Regions from separate parts of the Zea mays genome. Here region 2 is linked to region 1. The links are chromatin contacts, called in public Hi-C maps. All regions are on one chromosome and are shown on one strand. Each heading gives the region's core, a stretch centred on a gene start, on an enhancer-like site or on the middle of the called end of the contact. The rest is flanking DNA. Distances are from core to core; before and after follow the strand shown. Region 1 holds the start of LOC100280087 (putative cytochrome P450 superfamily protein). Region 2 holds the start of LOC100217203.

Evidence for each region. A called contact is a pair of places that touch in the nucleus more often than the background predicts.
Region 2: a contact with region 1 is called in a Hi-C map of leaf, with 5 times the contacts expected there. The contact joins the promoter of LOC100217203 here to the promoter of LOC100280087 in region 1. A contact is called at or near these places in 6 of 25 Hi-C or Micro-C datasets (ear, endosperm, leaf and 1 more).

What each region holds. Positions count from the first base shown.
Region 1 is chr9:136,076,094-136,082,687 of Zm-B73-REFERENCE-NAM-5.0, reverse strand. It overlaps LOC100280087 (putative cytochrome P450 superfamily protein), which reads right to left and starts at 1,417. Exons shown (of 3, transcript NM_001153025.1): 1 at 856-1,417; 2 at 1-169. The coding sequence starts at 1,311.
Region 2 is chr9:136,291,546-136,298,017 of Zm-B73-REFERENCE-NAM-5.0, reverse strand. It overlaps LOC100217203, which reads left to right and starts at 2,886. Exons shown (of 14, transcript NM_001143562.2): 1 at 2,886-3,094; 2 at 3,213-3,313; 3 at 3,697-3,762; 4 at 3,884-3,958; 5 at 4,044-4,155; 6 at 4,237-4,283; 7 at 4,364-4,421; 8 at 5,518-5,567; 9 at 5,793-5,849; 10 at 5,933-6,018; 11 at 6,091-6,186. The coding sequence starts at 3,227.

The DNA of each region.
Region 1 (6,594 bases), core at 168-2,667:
ACAGGCCGACGACGGCCTTGGTAGCCGCCAGGAACTCCGCCGCGTTCTTCCGCTTCTTCCCGAATGCGGCCCGCGACACGACGCTGTTTGTGATGCTGTGGAACATCACGCTCAGGTTCACCGGCGTCGACGGGCCCGCCGCGCGGATCTCCTCCACCCGCAGCATCACCTGCGTACATGCATGCATGTTTGAACGTCATGCCTAGAGATGTCCAAACGGGCCGCCCGGCCCGGTCCGGCCCGGGCCCGGTGAAGCCCGGCCCGTTTTGGGCCCGGTCCGCTAGGCACGATTAAAAAACCGGGCTGGGCCGGCTAAGCACGCGGACACAATTTCTTGTCCGAGTCCGGCCCGCAACGGGCCTAAACGGGCCGGTCCGGCCCGTTTAGCACGAAAAAAGCGGGCCGAAAAGCGGGCTATGCGGGCCGAAAAGTGTGTTTTAGTGTAAAAAAAAGCGGGCTTAACGGGCTTAGAGCTAAACGGACCGTGCCGGGCTAGCCCACCGTGCCTAATTTCCTGTCCGAGCCCGGCCCGCTTATTCGTGCCGGGCCGGTCCGGGCCCGTATATAAGCGGGCCGTGCCAGGCTCGGACCGGGCCCAAAAAGCAGGCTTCGTGCCGGGCTCGCGGGCCTCGTGCTTATTGGACATCTATATCATGCCGGAGAAAACATCATCAGGTACCATCATTGTTCTGCTCTTTTCACCCGTACGTCTCTCCTGTTTCATTATTTTTAGATTTTTGCTTGCATTGTTTTTTGTTTAGAGTGTAGCCGCGTTTGGTCTCGTAGCAATAGCATCTCGTGATTGTCGAGGGCCGGAGGCCCGGAATCGTGATCTGACTTGTCGTCTATGCTCACCTCCTCCTCCCGGATGTGACGAAACGAGAGCACGCGCTTGGGGCTCAGGATCTCGGCGGCGCAGAGCTGGCGGAGCTTGCGCCAGTAGTCGCCGGAGGGGGCAAAGAGGATGTCGACCCACTCATAGCCGACGATCTCGCCGGCGAGGAGCTTGGGGCGTGTGGCGAAGTTGGTGTCGTGCGTCTTGAGCACGGCGCGCGCCGTCTCCTTGGAAGAGGCGACGACGAGCGGCGTCTGGCCGAGCTGCAGCATCATGAGCGGGCCGTGGACGTCCGCCAGATCCCGCAGCGCCCGGTGTGGAAGCACGTTCACGAGGTGGTGCATGCTGCCGATGACGGGCAGCTTCCAAGGCCCTGGCGGCAGCCGTGGCCTCGGCTTGAGGGCCATCTTCACCAGCTGCAGCAGTGCCACAGCAAGGACCGAGAGGAGGAGCGCCTGGTAGATGTACACGTCCATGGCTATCGTGTTATTCCTCCTGCACGTTAACTGCTCAAAGATAGACCTTAACTATATAGTTAGGCGCCTAGGCCACGCAGCCGGCTAGACCTTTGCTGCTGCTTTCTGTAGCAGTAGTCTTGCTTGCTTCGTGAGTTCAATCACTTGTGATGGCGGGATATATAGCACCAACGAGAGGGGGCAAGGGCCCATCATATTTCCAGGGGCGGACCCAGGATAAAATAAGAGTAGGAGCATATTTAAAGGGATAGGCACCAAAATACTAGAGCAGAGACATCTAAGCGACGCTGAACGAGAAATTTCATGATAAAAATTTAGACTCTACTACTTTCAAAAGAGAAATAAGCGAGGGCCTAAACCCTCACTCGGATCTATGTAGATTTGTCTCCCTTGCAAAACCAAGATTCAATAGGTTGAATCCAATGTATCAGGTCTACCCTCGTCGATCGGTTTATATCTACCAGCATCAATCTTTATGTACCACAGACTCATATATATATATATACAACAAAACACAATTTTTAATTCAAATAAAGAATAAAAAATAAGGTAAAACATTTTAAAAATACACATGTCGTTACAAAAATTACACTACATAAATTGCACAAAAGTGCAAAATTCTTATAGCCGACTACGACCGTATCCAAGAACGGTTTCTATTGTATGGGATGAAAATTGTCAAAAACATATACTTATTTCAGATATCATTTTTTGATCATTTTCTTTGGCTGTCAATCAATAGGATATAGAATCTGTTATACAAATTTGTATTCTTGTTTTTAGCATTTAGCTTGCAAAGATTCATAAAAAGTAAACCTCAAATCTATCATATATTTTTTTAACGATGGATATAAAATTGGGATACATATTCAGATATTTATTTACCTTTTTTGTTGTAGAGAGCAAATGATGCATAAAATAATTAATGCAAAATTTGCTTGATAACATAAAAAAGTAACAGCATCAAATTTCATACATATCTATTTTAAATGATTACATTTATTCAAACAATTTGGATATCCTCTTTCATCCTTTGTACCACATGGTCTTATTAAAGTGGCTGAAATACAAACTAGTTCTTGGATGGATGTGAAAGTTTAGTAGTTGAGATTCCACCTCGAATCCATATGAAAACGGAGGTACCTTAAAACCCTAAACCATACTCGAAGAATGAAAGTGTGAACAAAGGAGAAGACTTGAGAATTAGATATAAAAGTGTGTGAATGAAGCGAAGGTCCCTCCTCAATTTATAAGGTGAATTTAGTATTTTTGGATTTTTTTTGTTTTTATTTTTTTCCAAATTCAAATGGTTGGAAAATAAATGGACAAATCGCAGGTTGTCACATGGCCACAAGGCGGTCGGTACCAATCGCGTTCGGTCGGTAATGGTCGTGGTCCTAATGCGTCGATCGGTACCGACCGCATCCTCTCCAACATGGGTGGTATCCCCCAAGCCAACCAGTCGGCACCTAGGCGACCTGTCGGCTGTGCTACCTCCTGCTGCGCCCGATCGGATTAGTATTGGCTGCCTAGGTAGCCAAACCAGTGGTCCGTCTCACCCACCATTGCCACTGGTCTTAGGTTGATTTCAACTTTTCTAGGCTATATATACTGTCATGTCTGCTATTGACCAATCTGTACCGAACACCATCGATCTTTAATATTGGTATTAAATATGCTTAATTTAATCTTCTGATATGTCATGTACTTGATTTTTTGTAGATGGTCTCATATTGGTGTGTCGCGCATCCTAAATGTTTGGAGCATATGGTGAATAGGTGGTGTTCGAACGAGTGGGACGAGGCGCACAACGCTAACCGGGAACGACGTTTGCTAATGCAAGATCCCTCCCACCAAGGCAGCCTCAGACTCAACAAATACGCAGAAGCATAGGTACACGCTCTCTTTAATTTATTCTAACTTTCGATTAGTCATGATTTCTAATCATCTCATTGGTTTTCTCGCAGTTGGCGTCACATGGTGGCCAGCTTTTCTCCATCTTCTCCGCGTATGCTATGGCCACAAGGGCAAGGCGACGTCCGACGTCACCTACGACCCGGAGTACGAGCCCAAGTCATGCAGCAACTCTGCCGTCCACAGCCGCCTCACTGAGTACACCGCTATAGCAAAGGAGGTCCATGGGCTAGATTATGATCCAAGGATTGAGGGGCAAGAGGCATGGGTGGTACTGGATTACTGATGGGGCAATCTACTCGTCCTCCACTCCCACTCTCTCAGGTGCGAGCAAGGAGCACGAGCGCGAGCCCAACCATACAACCTCGGTAGGACAGTTCACAACATTGCATCCAGACACTCTAGATCATTCCTTACGTTTTCGTCGTTCATTGATTATTATATATCTTCTCTTTGCATTATCTTAACATTAGGGCAAAATATTATAGACTTAGCTAGAAGAAGAGAGGAGGCAACGTGAGGTGTTGGAGGCGAGGATGTTTCAGTACATGCAGAATCTTGGCACCGCATTGGGTTTTGCTCCACCACCTCCTTTGTTCCCTCCAGCTGACCATGCTCTCTACCCTACTCTTGTGAGTATCAAAATTTTAGTCCTTTATGATATATATTCATCTGGTCCCACAAATGCAATCTCTTCACTATGCAAGACAATCGACAGCATCAAATAATACTCATGGATCGTCTAGCCCATCGTCGTACCAGTCCAACCGCCCACCTCGCTGATGATCACTTAGTGGTGATTGCGAGACTTATGCAGTTTCAAACTTGTGATACTTATGTTTGTGTGGGTCCGATAATACTTATGTTTGTGAAACTTGGTCTGAACTTGTGAGATTTGTAGTCTTTGTGATACTTATGTTTGTGGTAGTACTTATGTTTCTGAAAAAACTTATGAGATTTGTGGTTTTTGTGAGATGTGGTCTGTATGATGTATGTGATGATTCTATGAATTCTGTGATGTATATATGATGATTATGTGATATATGTTTTGTTTGTTTGGATGGAATAATAAAAACAAATAAAAGGAGGGGTTTCTGGTCACTTTGCCGAGTATTACACTTGACAAAGAGAGTCTTGGTTGAGTGCAATGACCATAGCACTCGGCAAAGAAAACACACCTGGAAACTGGTAAAGCTTCTTTACCGAGTGTTGCAGTTCTGGCACTCGACAAAAAAAACTCCCTTTTGTCGAGTGCCTCCCAGCGCACTTGACAAAGAGGCTGGCAAAGGGGCCCACTGGTGATCCCTTTGTCGAGTGCAAGGCAGTCAGGCACTCGGCAAAGAAGCTCCCTTTGCCGAGTGCCAGCTTGCGGGTCTCGGTACAGAGGCTGTCGTGGGGGCCCATTGAAGCCTTCTTTGCCAAGTGCTAGGCCAGCGGACACTCGACAAATCTCCCTCTTTGTCAAGTGCTATCGAGGAACTCGGCAAAGTCTTTGTCACTGTCGTTTGCCGTCGTCACGGCGAATTTTCTTTGCCGAGCACCAGGTGGTACTTGGCCCCGACATAGTGCTCTCAACAAAGAAATCGTTGTTGATGTACAGTTTACTGCGTCCTCTTTCTAAATGTCACACTCGGCAATTTTTAGGTTTTATCGAATGCTTCGGCACTCAGCAAAACAGTATGTTCCAGTAGTGCTCATACTAATGTTGGAGACATCCTGATATTCTAGTCTAGGGCATGGTTTGATGACCTAGATTGTATGACGATATACAGTTGTGAACTAGCTTGTAGGGGATAACGTTCGCTGCATATCAGCATATTTGTGCTGCTTCCGCCGCAACGCGCTAGCTTCTGATAATAATAGTCATAATTGTGAGATAGTGACGTGGCACTACGCGCTAGCTTCTGATAATAATAATAATAATAATTTGTGAGGTAGTAACGTTAACACATTGGCTCTACGCGCTTGCTGCTAGCTTCTTATCCGTCCATCCTCTCAACCGGCTGAAAATAATAGGGTGTTTGATTTGAGTATTAAGTTAGTCCATGTCTTGTTTTATTTTTTTATATAATGGAATGGAATATAATGGAATGGAACGATCTATCACCACTTTATTTATCATAGTTAGTTAGTACTAACATGAGAAATAATAACATTCAGTCAAATTTGAGGAATGGGCTCATAGGGGGTGTTTGGTTTAAGTAATCACTTCATCCAAGATGGGGTGGTAAGAGTCTATTTCTTAAATTTGGTGAGATGACTACATTTATCAAGTTGGTACTAGCTAATTGACTATGAGGAATGGAGTGGTGACGAATCAACTCATTCCAATTTCACGAATCAAACAAAAAAGTAAGGAGTAAGAAGATGATAGACTAGTTTATACTTTAAACCAAACTCTAATAATACACCACCCCATCTTGAATAAAATGATTACTCAAATCAAACATCTCAAATTACAGCCGAGTCCGACGACTAATCACGCCGCCGGTCGTAGCTCTAATTATTTGATTCTAACAGTGCAATAGCTGTATGGGCATATGGCTGACAAAACAACGATAGGATTCGGTATGTCGACGCCCGATTGGTTAGGGGCGGAGAAGATATATCGGGTGCATGCAAACGTGCCCACCTATGCATGCAGGCATGCAGCATGCGTCTTCTGCTCCACACACATTTTGTCGACAAGGTGCTTCATCTATCAGTATCAGCTGCCCTCCATCGATCACAAATGGTGCGTTTGGTTGCCTGTATCTGCGCGTGCTTAGCTACTGTTTGGTTGCTGTGAGCCAGGCTATGCGCGTGTGAGTTCTGTGTTTGGTTTGCTGCATGCATATTTGGATCCAGGCTTGCACGATCCTTAAAGCACTCTGGGTCAGGCTCACCAGATATGAGCAGATTGGTCGCATCGGCGGAGCCAGGCTTCAGCGTAGACCCAGACTTCAATTTCAAACATTTGGGTTATATATGAGATTCCAAGTGTTGTGCCAATTCTCAATATATGGGCGTACTAACGTATAAGCATCTCCAACAACTATTATGTAAAAAGGTTCTTAAATTTTAATTTAAAGAGTTATTAGAAGAAGAAAAACAAGTATCCAATGGTACACTAAACAATATTGCTAAATTTAATAAGTTACTATTTTATCATTTTTTGTCCCCATATTTAGCAAGTCAAGAGGGTTTCCCCAAAGTATTATTTTTATTAATAAGCTCTGGGTTACTATGTGGAAAAGAATCTTGCTCGTGTTAGACTTTTTTTATTTCTACAGTTTGCAACATTTCCTAGAAAGCGTCCAATCAAACAATTTAGATCATATTTGAAATCGATGAATCATAGAGATGTGTCTGTTTTGTACGCATATTTTA
Region 2 (6,472 bases), core at 1,637-4,136, 210 kb before region 1:
ATAATATTAATAAATGTAGAATGTGATATATATAATCATTACTCGTAAATCCTAAACATTTATAACAATTACTTATGAATCCTAAACATGACACATCCATACGAACATGACAAAAGTGCATACATAGTCCCACACAAAATATAGGTCCGTACATAGGTCAACACAAATATAGGTCCATATATAGTTCCACACAAATATAGATCCATACAAAGTTCTGCATAAATGTAGGTCTGTATGCAGTTCAACACATATATGATAATTAACTTCCCACAAAGCGTAAAACTTCTCGTTAACGAAGGTGACCACAACTAATCCAACAAAATGTACAATATGTAGTCTTGGTACTTACTTCTTTGACATTCACAATGTCACCGAGCTCAAAACATTCTTGTATTCTGTAAGAAGTTTATCTTGTTGGTATCACTCGATCAAGCCTTATACACGCAAACCCAAACTCTCATTCATATTCTCTAAATTGCCTTTTTCCAAAAAGGAAAAAAGTAAGTGCATGAGCATCTGCATCTACAACTCTCTTCTCTATCTTTATCTCTATCTCTATTAAAGCACCAGTTTTCCTGGATACACGGTTTCCATCGTCGTCATGCCCCTCACATTTAAATTGAAAATTGATAAAATTATGTACAAATGAAGATTCGACCCATAGTTGTTGACTCTAAACACATGTTCGCATTCAACTAGCCAACAGAACACACATGTCTTTATGTTTATATTCTATATTTAAGAACAAATAGAAATCGTAGCAGTTTACGAAAACTTAGCTAGTAAGGTAATATGTTTGTCATAACCTTATGTTTTAGATGCATTCATTGTTACCAGCACTACTGCCAAGTGTAGGAGCACATAAATAAACACCATTGTTTTTCCATCACGGGCTTAATTTACTTAGCTAATAGGCACCTAAAGAATTACCAAAAGAGAATTTAGATGTGAGGTTTTTGCCGCAAGGGGATAAGATGAGAGAGGAAGAAGAGAGAGCGTACATAGGAGACAGAGCGCTAGACTCGTAAGCACATAGGTTCGACCATTTTTAGGGAGCATATAGATGCAACGTATCAGAGGAATATTTCACCTTTTGAGTGGATCGGTTTTACCTAGAATTAAACCAAACACCCTATATAACAGAGCGACTCGATTCTACCAAACTCTTAAACCAAACACTACCTAACTAAGCTCTACGTTCTCGATCTGATGCCCATCGGACTAAAGCCATGACAAATCAAAGCATTCTAGAGAGGTTCTAAAGAGCATTTTCACCATTGAATTGATCTGATTGTCTACATCGACTGTTCTGATGTTTTTCTTTGAATTCTCCTACACGTTGACACATGTCCCCTGTCAATAGTGGTTATGTATGATTTGATGGTGCACCCCTGTCAACAACTGTTGTAAACACTTCCCTCACCATGATGCTTACTTAGAGAGGACTAGAGAAGGTTTATCCACATCGGATTGTGTCAATGTCCTGCATCGCACCAATACGATGGCTAGCCTAGTTGAGCTACTACATGCAGGACTAGTTTGGCTGATCATTTTTCGCGTGGAATTCGCTCATTTCCCCGTGTCGGCAACCCCACGTGTGCATTTTTCATGGGCACGACTCCACCCTGTTTGAAAGACACCATTGCGGGGGTATCGACTCGACCTCAACCCATCTTTTGCATGGAAAGATGCTCGACCTCCAGACGTCGAGCAATTATCCCATCTCCTCCTCTCCTCTCGCGTGGTCGATGACGCTACCACGCCTCCGTTGTCATCGCGCCTCCACCAGTGATAGTACACCTTATTGCTGGGTAAGTTCACCTCTTCCCATGCCTTCTTGCTGGGTAAGTTCACCCCTTCCAGTACCTTTTTGCTTCTCTCTATACCGCAGCGAACGCGAGTTGGAAGGAGGTGGCTTGGGTGGGGTTCAACAACAACGATGACAACAACGACGGAGGGAGCGGGGCAGAGCTGGTTGAAACTATATGTAACTCCTAATGCATTCAACAAACAATATATTGTACTTCTGGTTCCAGACATGCTACAAACTACAACCAATTCTAGATACGAGTCATCCTTCCAGCAACAAGGGTTATGACTGTAAGTTTGAAAACAATAAAGACCAATTTGTTGCTATTGTCTTTATAGCACATGTAAGTTTGGTTACAAGCGACCAACACAAACAAACTGTAAATGCATTTACTTCTTCGAAATTGTACTACCTCCACAAGGAAGCTAGGTTTGATGAGGCAAATTGACTACTAATGGTGTGTTTGGTTCGTGGAGTCATCCAATGCTTCATGCGGTAATACATCATAAGTTCATTCCATCAATTTTGGTGGAATCAACTCATTCCTCATATATATACTAATTATTAGCTTATAAGGAATGTGGTGGTGATGAATCAACTCATTCTATTCCTCAAACCAAATAAAAATGTGAGGAGCGAGAAGAAGATGGATCACTCTATTCCTTAAACCAAACACACCATAAACGAATGGCCACATCCTGATTTTTTTTCATGTTTGGTTTCAGTCGCTACGAGGACAGAGACGGACGGCGCCTCGTCTCCTTATCATCTCTTTATCATCACACAGGAACGCGAGGGAGCAAATAAGACACAAAACGTTATGTTTGGTTTCATGCCTAGCCAGGCAAAGCAAGGAGTGCAAGGCAACCAAATGTCCAAATGTGTTCTCTCTTCACCTGCTACAGACCTCAATATGGGCCAACTGACGTGCGCACGGCCCATCTCAGTCTTACTGAATGTGTCCCGAACACAGAAACGAGCCCAAAAAAAATCCAGAAGAGTGAAGAGGCGAGCGGGCTTGCCGTACCTGGTCCACAATCATAGAGATTTCGGACCCAAACCGATGCGCTCCGGTCCCGGTCGTCTTTCTTTCGGGCCTCTCCGAGTGGTCAATAAACCCCGCCTCCCTTCTGTCATCCCGTACGTCTCGACCTCGCAGCCGCAAACGCGAAACCCTAGCCTCGAGCTCTATCTCCGGCCACAGCTGGTCAGGTAGGACCGTAGGAATCTCCTTTCCTCATCGTTCCTCGGGTGGTTCGTGCCCCGCGCCCCGCTGCTTTCTGGGTTTGTTTTGATTTTTGAACCTTCTCTTGTGGGGTGCCGTGTTGGGTTGCGGAGATGTGGATGCGGACGCGGACGCGGCGAGGGCTGCTTTGCTGATTGATTATTGCTTTGTGGGTAGGTTAGCGACGAAGGATGAGCAGGCGCTGGAGCCGCACGATCTACGTCGGGAACCTCCCCGGCGACATCCGGGAGAGGGAGGTGGAGGATCTGTTCTACAAGGTGGGGAATTTTTCTAACTGTTCGATTCCTTGCTACCCTATTAAACCTAGCAAATAGCGCAGCCCGTGTTACTGTATTTGGCTGGGCTTGGTTACCGTGTGCTTAGATTCAGCACCTCCGATGCCTATACTACTTTCTTAATGCAACAGGATGCGAAGCACTGCTATGCTCTTATGGTCGTGCCCATAATCGTAGAAAACTGGGTAGCTTGGATAATCTTGTGCTATTTGGGACCACCTAGTTTCTCTACTACACTCACAATGTAACCTCAAGCTGTGGATTGCGCTTGCGGACGTTGCTTATAGTTGTTGTTCACTACTTCACTTGAAAAGTTTCATGATTTTATACTAATAATGTCCAATCTTGTAAAACTTTGAATGCAGTATGGTAAAATTGTTGACATTGACCTGAAGGTCCCCCCAAGACCACCTGGTTATGCTTTTGTTGAGGTAAGATTCTCCTGAATGTGTTGAATAACATGGCTATCTTTCCCCCTTAAAGATGATCTTGTGTTGGTTGATGACTCATGTCACAAACAGCAAATTCAAGGTTACTTTGCTAATCTTGCAGTTTGAAGATCCTCGTGATGCTGAGGAGGCAATTGCTGGACGGGATGGATACAACTTTGATGGACACCGTCTAAGAGTAAGCTAATCAGTGATTTGATAAGCTAACATGTGTACTCTCTTTCTCTTCTATATGTTGATCCAATACCTACTTCTGTGGTCAGGTGGAGGCTGCTCATGGTGGTAGAGGTAATGCTTCCTCGCATGATCGTTCAAGTGGCTTTGGTGGCGGTGGTGGAGCACGTCGTGGTGTGTCGAGACACTCAGAGTATCGTGGTATGGTTTCTATTCATGTTGAACATCAGTGATTGTTTCTCTTCTCTGTCTGCAACCTTTAACTTGATCCTTTGCAAACAGTTCTTGTCACTGGACTGCCTTCTTCTGCATCATGGCAGGATTTAAAGGTCTGTGTGAAAACTTCTTCCCTCGTGTTCTTTCCGAAGACTATCGTGTGTCTCATTAACACCAAATATATTCTTCCCAGGATCATATGCGGAAGGCTGGTGATGTTTGTTTCTCTGAAGTGTATCGCGAAGGCGGTGGTAAGTAGCATTTGGGGTTAAAGTCGCTGCCTTTATTGCAATTTTAAAATGTTCATAAAATCTTTAGAAGCACAGAATACATTTGCAGTGTATTTTTTTATTCAAAAGCAATAAGCCAATTAGGTTGATCTTTTTGCCCTTTTGGTGCCATTGTCATGGCAGAACTAACGACACATCCTCTAAGATACTGACATACTGTGGATCCATATATGGCTACATGAAGTCCAATTTGTTCCATTTTGTTTTTCTTTCAGTATTCTCATTTCCCGGATCAGAAAACTACTGACCTTCGATATTTTAAATATTCATTTATAAAATACTAATTATTTAATTGTTATAAAAGGTAAATTAGGCACAGTTGAGAAATGCTTGGGATTGCAAGAATAATAATCTTGCCACAAGAAAGTTCAAACTTGCTTGGTTACATCATAATCAAATGTACCACAGTAACAATTTTTACATGCTCACACTTGTGAATGGATCGAATGTATTGGGACAATTACTAAAGCTCATAGCCATTATTGAAGTAATGTGCCTGTCATACTTAGACTCTATGGTTCAAGCAGATCCAGAACTGAATTCTTGAGTTAAAGGATATTGTAAAGGATATTGTGTTCGAAATTTGAAAATGGACTTATTAGTTGGTCACATCTGTAAGCTGCCAACATTTATAGGGATATCCATCACACATCCTATATTATCAATTCCCATAAATGACCATCTGTCTCTAGCTATGACAAGTTCAGTCCTAATTTATATGGCAGAAAAATCCATCAATAATTTCTCTCCCCTTGGTTAGCTATATGGACACAGCCAATTTGATGACTTGTCAAGTTTTACAAAGATCACCTACTTAGCCTTCACATATCTGATTTGTTCCAAAATAAAGTACTCATCATTGCTGTTTGTTCTAGGATTTGGCGCATATAAATCCTGCGTAACATAATACTGGCATCTATTATTATTTATTGTGAAGGTTTATTTCATTCGGTTGCTTGGTTTTCAACCTTATTTTCTTCAAGGATGTGATGTAAAGCTATATATGTTTCACTTCTCTTTGGCAAGTTTTTCATTATATGTTTCTATTTTGTTACAGGCACCGTAGGAATTGTGGACTACACAAATTATGATGATATGAAATATGCTGTAAGTCCATAATACATTCCCTTGTCTCATGACATTGGCTTGTCAATTTGTGTGAATCATTTCATTCTATAGATTTTTTCTCATGGATATACCGTTTGACCTTCTACAATAACTTATCTTTGGTTGTTTCCCTATCTGTCACTGTTAGTTCGATCTCTTCTACAATAGCCATAATGTGTCCTTAATGCTTTGAACTATCCATTTGGCATTGACAACTCATTGCAGATAAAGAAGCTGGATGATACTGAATTCAGGAACGCCTTTGGGCGAGCCTATATAAGGGTAAGCATTGTAGCCTGTAACTGGTTTATTCCTTGGATTCACTTGTGTAGTTTGTTGTTAAGTTTGCACCTTATTCTTTACAGGTGAAGGAATATAACGGCAAACGTGGTCGCTCCTACTCACGTAGCCGAAGCCCAAGTCGTAGTTACAGCAAAAGCAGGAGTCCGAGGTATGCTGCTGTTAATGTTATGTCAGGTAGCCTTGTTGATAACTAATAATTAATACTGAATATGCTTTGCAGTAAATCACCCAGGACTCGCCGTTCATCATCTAGATCCCGGTCAAGATCTGTTTCTTCTCGTTCAAGGTCCCCATCAAAAGGACGTTCTCCATCAAGGTAACATACACTTTCAAATTCTGAGCTTTGAATCCTTATATATGTCAAGTTCTTTTCTACTGTTTTCTCCAAATCACAATATATATGCATTAGTAGAATATCTGGACAAATTATGAATATGCCTACTTCTGTATCATAATTTCTTGTTGCCTACCCTGTCGGCCTTTTTCCTTTGCAAAGATTGCTGTTGTTTTGTAGTCTAAAACAGTGGCTATCAATCTTTATTAAAGTGCTGTCATTGTTCCGTAACCTTCATCGGTCTGAATATTTTGTATATAGTAATAAG